Linked DNA regions of Sus scrofa: region 1 is linked to region 2. A link is a contact called in public promoter capture Hi-C data. All regions are on one chromosome and are shown on one strand. Each heading gives the region's core, a stretch centred on a gene start, on an enhancer-like site or on the middle of the called end of the contact. The rest is flanking DNA. Distances are from core to core; before and after follow the strand shown. Region 1 overlaps GSE1 (genetic suppressor element 1). Region 2 holds the start of GINS2 (DNA replication complex GINS protein PSF2).

Region 1 (3,229 bases), core at 625-3,124, 350 kb after region 2:
ACCCCTAGCCTGGGAACCTCCATATGCCGCAGGTGCAGCCCTAAAAAAAAAAACAGAAAGAAAAAAAGAGAAACATGCTATTTGGTAACAGAGTGCAGAGCCCCTCCCGGAGGGAGCAGTAAGGACCACCAGTGCTCCCACCACCTCGGATCCATGGCTGCACAGCAAGGACACAGGGACTCAGGCCGACCTGCAGCGCCTGGATCAGTGACGGGTCCCCCCACTCACGGACTATGAGTCCAGGGAAGCCCCTCACCAGCTTTGGCACAGAAAATGGGGGCACCTCTCTCCTCAGTTTTGTCCCCTGTAAAATGGGGCATAACGACGACCTTCCTCATGGGGCAGCCGTGAGGTTTAAGTGGGACCATGCCCAGTTGGAATAAGAGTGGCTGGCCCTGTGCCTCCCGCGAAGGGAGCCGGGAAAGGCCCTGAAGCCCATTTTACTGCCCATATCCCCTGCCTGCAGAGGTGGCATCAGGGCCCAATGCCCCGCAGGCAGGATGGAGCCCCGAGGTGGAGCCTCAAAGGAAACACGGGCCTCTCCAGCCACAGGCCCGACATCCGGGCATCCAGGGTCACTCAGGATCTCCCCCAGAGCACACAGCTCTGGACCGGACACAGCCCAAAACCAGGGGTGGAAGAGAAGCCTGGGGCCTGAGCTGCTGGTGATGGACACAGAGAGCAGACACTCCAGGAGGGAGGCCCGGGGGTAGAAAGCACCCCAGATCCCTGACCGCCTGTCCCCCGACAGCTGCCCAGCTGCACCCCAGGAGCGCCTCCAGGTGGGCTTCAAAACGAGGCCGGGACCAGCATCACAGGACTGGTTAGGAATGCAGAGTCTCAGGCCCCGTCCTGGACCCACGAGAGCCCCGTGGCTGGCGTGCACATCTGAGCAGCCTGGGCCTGGGTGGCGCCCAGGAGTGCATTTATGAGGAATCTGGGGGATGTCCCCAGCCCCCCCCCCCCCTGCATCACACCTGCCAGAAGGCCACTCCCACCCCACCTCAGTACCCTCTCCCGGCCAGCTGCCTCTGGTCACTCCTCGTCACCAAGCTCCACGGGCCTCCTGACCCCCTGCTCTCCGCTTAAAGCTGCCCCGAGGCACCGGGCAGTGTCCTCCTTGGCCCTGCTGTGCTTGTCACTGCTCAGTGACTGCCAGCGGACACCATTCGTGTCTCTCCCCCAGCAGGCTGCAGGGGCACAGGTGGGGGGCGGGGGCGCGTGCTGGCACCCAGAAGGTGCTCAGAAAACACGGGGTGAATGGGGCCGGCCCGGCCCTGAGTCAGACTTCCGGGTCCACGGAGCAGCAGCTCCGAGGCTCCTGGGCCACCCTCCTTAGGTCCTCGTGCGTCAGTTTCCTCCGCTGGATTAAGTGAGATCTTCATAAAGTGCCCCACCAGGGCATAGAGAAAGCGCACAGCAAAAGCTGAGGACCCAGCAGCCGCCAGAAAGGCGTCCCCGCTGCTCTGCGAGGTGGAGACCCCTGACCTGGTCTAGTCCCCCCAGCTGTGTGACCTCGGACAAGATGCGCACCTCTCTGGGCCACATCTGCAAAGTGGGGACGTGAACCCCACCCATGCAACCTGAGGGCTGGGCCCACCTCCTTGGCGACTCTGGCTACCGACCCGGTGCCCTGCTCGCTCGGGGCTAAGTTAGCCACGGGGGGGGGGGTCCCCTCTCCCAGGCACCAAACACGCCCATTGCTGGGACTGGGACCCTGCGGCCTAGGGACTTAGGAGCACCCGCTCTGGCTCTGCCCAAGCCCGCTAGAGCTGAGACAGGGCCTGTGTGAGGCCTTGTACCCACGTGGCAGAAATAAACCGGGTCAGAGGGCAGGGAGCAGGCCTGCGGCTCCGCCATCTGCCTCTTCCCTTCCCGGGCCAAGGGCGCCATCTGCTGGGGGCACAGGGCTCGGCACCCGGCTCAGCTCCACCTGGGGCCAGGCTGGAGGGGTGCAACCTTCCTGTCCCCAGGCTGCGCCCCTAGATCCATTCCCCCACCTGTGCCCTGATGGGTTCCCCACCCTGGACAGACCCTCGGGATTCGACCGTGACGCCCGCGGACCTGCGGGTGGAATGCTAAGAGCTGCCTCCAGAACCTTCTCTCCCTTTGTCGGCACGGTTCAAATTCAGGGGATATTCCCAATGAGTCTGATGAGACGGGCGCCCAAGGCCCTCTGTGTGTGAGATCCAGCCCTTCTCTCAAGAGGCTCCTGCTGGCGCCAGGATCCCGGCCCCTCGCAGAGCCCTCTGTCCCCGCAGGCCCTGGGCCTGGCCTGCCTCTCCGTCCCCTCCCCACCCACCCACCGTCTACGTGGCTTTCATGCCCAGTCCTGAGGGGCTGAGGCCAGGGCTCTGGCCGGCTGTCCTGGCAAGAACGGCCCATCCTCCTCCACTTCCTGGTGCTCTGGCTCTGGAATCTTCCTCTGCTCATGGTGGGGGCCGGGGGAGCAATACAAGCCCCCACCTGTGCCTGTGACCGGCCAGCCCCAGAGGAACCGCGTGTGGCCTCTCAGTCCTCACAACCTCCTAGTGCCAGACACGAGCTGCCAACGAGCTCAAGTTAGGGACGCTGTTGTCCTCCCGCCTGCTGGGGGAGAAACGGCAGAATATGCCTCACTGTCCCCAGGAACTGGAGCAGGGCCAGCCCCCCGCCCCCGGCTCCTAACACACACACAGAGCCTCCAGGGACCAGGGCTCAGCTGTCTGTACCCAGCAGGCGGCAGGTGCCCTGCTCCTGGGGGCAGGTGCCCGTGACTAGGCCAGCGCAGACCAGGGCCCTGGGAGAAGGCAAGGGGCACTCAGGCCCCGTCAGCAGTGCTGCGAAGACGAAGGCCCTGCTCCCAGGGGGCAGGCGACACTCCACACTCCCGACACAATCCCAAAATCCCACGGGTCACTGTGCGCGGCCACTGGCACCCCGCCGGGTCCCAGGCCAGGCCTTGGGAGGGCCTTCAGGGCAACTGCTGGTGGGTGTCGCTAACCCCACCTCTATACCGCGTTGTCCCCAGCTCTCTGCTGTGCTAAAACACACCCAAGACATGCCTGAACCTTTTTTTTTTTTTTGGCCATATCTATGGCATGCAGAAGGTCTCAGGCCAGGGATCGAACCCTCGCCTCAGCAGGGACAACACCGAGTCCTTAACCATTAGGCCAACCAGGGAACTCCATGAATATTCCAACTGCTTTACCAGCCCCACACGCTAACCAGTGGAGCTCACCAGCCTTTG
Region 2 (3,303 bases), core at 83-2,582:
AGTCAAGACAACATTTCCCCATCAATCAAAACCCAGACAAGCTGGCACACACTCTCTGCAGATGCCTGAGGGAGCTTCTATTTTAGGAGGGGCCAGGTGGCCTGCAGCTTCCCTTCCTTCCCAGACACTCTGGGGGCTCCTTCCCCTCCCCGCTCGCTTGTAGATGAAGAAACTGAAAATCAGAGTGGTCCTTTGCTCTCAGTCACACAGCATCCTGAGGGAATTTTTTTATTTTTGAAAGTATTTGTCTTTATAAATGACGAAATGAAGAAAATCTTCAGGCCAGGAATGACAATTTCCAGTACAGAAAAACAACAGCTTTCCAGGCCATGTCGGTGGGCAGAACGATCTATGGCCTTATTTCATCTTCCCAACAACCTGACATGGAGCAGGTTTCAGGGGGGTTAGAGAGGAAAGCATGGAGTTTTCTGGGGTTGGGCAGGCTTCCTGCAGGCATCCAGAACCCTGAAATCCTCCTGTCAGGTACGATTTTTCTTAGAGCCTAATGATCAGGGCATCAAATTCAGCCCCTGGCCTGACTGCTCCCCCGCTCCCCCCAACCCCAGTCCTCTTCTAACTGGTTCACCTCCCAGGAAGCATTCCTGGCCTGGGTACCACGGCATCAGAAGCCGGCAGTCCGCACCCCAGACCCATGAATCACAATTCTGCATGTGAACATGAGAATCTCCTAGGGGGTGCTGACCCAGGAGGGTCTGAGAACACTGCTGCTACCTTGCACACGACCCCACGGTATAGTAAGGCGCCGGGACCAGCTAATGGATGAGCTCATCAATGCGTATTGGCTGCAGTCTTGCAAACTTCCTCTTCCCCAGGGAGCCTAAGGTTAAATTCTCAGCCTCTTCCCCGCGGTTTCTGAATTGGAAGCTGTGGGTGCCGTGGAGGGATCTGCACTTTTATAGGTATTGATCTTCGTGTACTGGGAGAACAGAAGGTTATGAAGTTAAAGGAAACAACGGCTTTCCTCGCTCCGCTGGGCTGGGGTCCAGTCTGTGTAAGCCTGGTCACGCCGTGACTTTTAATTGCATATGCTCCCGGCCCCAAACCCCACCTTCACGCCCAGCTTGACTCGCAGTGTGGGCGGGCAGGCGCACAGGGCTGGTGAAGAGACACGGAGCGCTGAACCAGGAACAGGTGGGCTTCCAGCGACAGGTGCTTGGCCCACGGCAGGGGCGTGGCCGGGACGCGTGGGGGCGTGGCCTTCCGTGAGAGGGGCGGGGCCTGCGCACGGCCTCGCTTAAGATCGCCAATCCGCGGGCTCGTAGCAGCCGCGGTCCCCGCCTTCCGCCGCTAAGCGGAGAGCGTCGCGTTCCTATAGGCCAGTCAAGGCTCCTTCCGGCCCGGGGGCGGGTTCCGCGCGGTGGCGGGAAAGCGGCGGCCGCAGCGTTTCTGCAGGACGCCGGGGAGCCTCAGGCGCCGGAGAGGCTGGGGCTGACTGTTGGCTCCACCATGGACGCGGCCGAGGTGGAGTTTCTGGCTGAAAAGGAGCTGGTCACCATTATCCCGAACTTCAGTCTGGACAAGATCTACCTCATCGGGGTGAGGACCCTGGTCGGTTCCCACTTCCGGGAGGGACGGCCCAGCGCCCACAGGTGTTGGGCGGCCGCGTGTGGGCCCCGGAGCGGGTGGGCGGTGGGGCGAGGTGCTCGGCCGAGTTGGCTTTTGCCTGTATTTGGGTTTCAGCCGAGTGGGCAGCAGCGAGGTCCAGCGATGTTCTGTTGTGCGTGACGGGCTGCGTGTCCCTCGGCAGGGCGACCTGGGGCCTTTCAACCCTGGCTTACCAGTGCAGGTGCCTCTGTGGCTGGCCATCAACCTGAAACAAAGACAGAAGTGCCGGCTGCTCGCTCCCGAGTGGATGGACGTAGGTAAGGACGTGGGGGACGAGGAGTGCCGTGGAACCTGGGATCACCCGCCCGCGCGGGGTCCTTCCTTCTCGGCGGCATCCACTCCTCAGCTGAAATCAATGAATGGGCCTGGTCTCACCTGCTAGAGGCCGCGGACCGCTGTTACTAATCGTCGTCTGGGGTGTGTGTACCGATTCTAGTTCGGATTTTGAGATACCTCAACTTGCTTGAAAGGTGTTTTGTGACTCGAAAGCAACTTTTCTTCTTTCTCCTTTTTAGGGTCGCAGTCGCGGCCTATGAAAGTTCCCAGGATAGGGGGCGAATCGGAGCTACAGCTGCGGGCCCACACCACAGCTCACAGCAATGCCAGATCTTAACCCACTGAGCAAGGCCAGGGATTGAACCCGAATCCTCATGATTACTAGCCGGGTTCGTTTCCTGCTGAGCCACAATGGGAACTTCATCTCCTCTTCTTTGCTTTTTTTCTTTTTTTTTTTTTTAAAGGCCGCACCCATAACATATGCAAGTCCCGGGGCCAGGGCGTGAATCTGAGCCACAGCTGCAGCAACGCCTGATGCTTTAACCCATTGTGAATGGTGGCAGGATCAAACCAGGCTTTTGAAGCTACTAGAGCCACTACAGTGGGTTTCTTAACGCACCGAGCCACAATGGGAATTCATAAATCAACATTTCTAATTAAAAAAAAAAAAAATAAGTGTAGACCAGCAGGAGGAGCAGTCATTTCACATTATAGAGAATGCATGGAAGTAAGGTGTCAAATACAGAAGGCAATTTATTTTTGGCCATTTCAAGGGATGAGGTTGAGAACTCAAAGACTACACACAGTATTATTTCTTTTGTGTGTATGTGGCTTTTTTTTTTTTTTTTTTTGGTCTTTTTATCTTTTCTAGGGCCGCTCCTGCGGCATATGGAGTTTCCAGGCTAGGGGTCTAATCGGAACTGTAGCCACTAGTCTATACCAGAGCCACAGCAATGTGGGATCCGAGCCTCGTCTGCAACCTACACCACAGCTCACGGCAATGCTGGATCCTTAACCCACGGAGTGAGGCCAGGGATCGAACCCGCAACCTCATGGTTCCTAGTCGGATTCATTAACCACTGTGCCACAATGGGAACTCCAGTATTATTTTATTTCCATAAACTGCTCGGAGCAGGCAGATCCACAGAGACAGAGATTAGTGGTTGTATAGGGATGGGGGTATAGGGGTTTTGGGGTGATGAAAATGTGCTAGAAGTACCCTGGCGATTAGGTGGGTTAAGGATCTGGAGTTGTCCCTGTGGTGCCTGTTTAATCCCTGGCGCAGAAGTTTCTGCATGCTCTGGGTGCAGCCCAAAGGAAAGGAGGAAAATTGTTTAATTAAGAGAATTTTATTTAATTTATAGTTTTACAACCATTATCACAACCTAATTTTAGAGCATT

Evidence for each region. Promoter capture Hi-C pulls out the DNA fragments that hold promoters and counts their contacts.
Region 1: a contact with region 2 is called in a promoter capture Hi-C map of liver, with 7 times the contacts expected there. The contact joins the enhancer-like site here to the promoter of GINS2 in region 2. A contact is called at or near these places in 1 of 5 promoter capture datasets (liver) and 6 of 47 Hi-C or Micro-C datasets (brain, embryonic fibroblasts, heart right ventricle and 3 more).

The regions. Positions count from the first base shown.
Region 1 is chr6:3,570,062-3,573,290 of Sscrofa11.1, forward strand. The region is part of intron 1 of GSE1 (genetic suppressor element 1); the gene reads right to left. Among named protein-coding and RNA genes, the nearest start is that of GSE1, 86 kb to the right of the region's middle. Within about 2 kb of position 1,875, at least 16 of the 83 cell types and tissues checked have an H3K27ac peak or open chromatin away from gene starts, as enhancers often do. A contact at or near this core is called in liver and retroperitoneal adipose tissue, where this site is marked.
Region 2 is chr6:3,217,323-3,220,625 of Sscrofa11.1, forward strand. It overlaps GINS2 (DNA replication complex GINS protein PSF2), which reads left to right and starts at 1,333. Exons shown (of 6, transcript XM_003126817.4): 1 at 1,333-1,557; 2 at 1,769-1,883. The coding sequence starts at 1,468.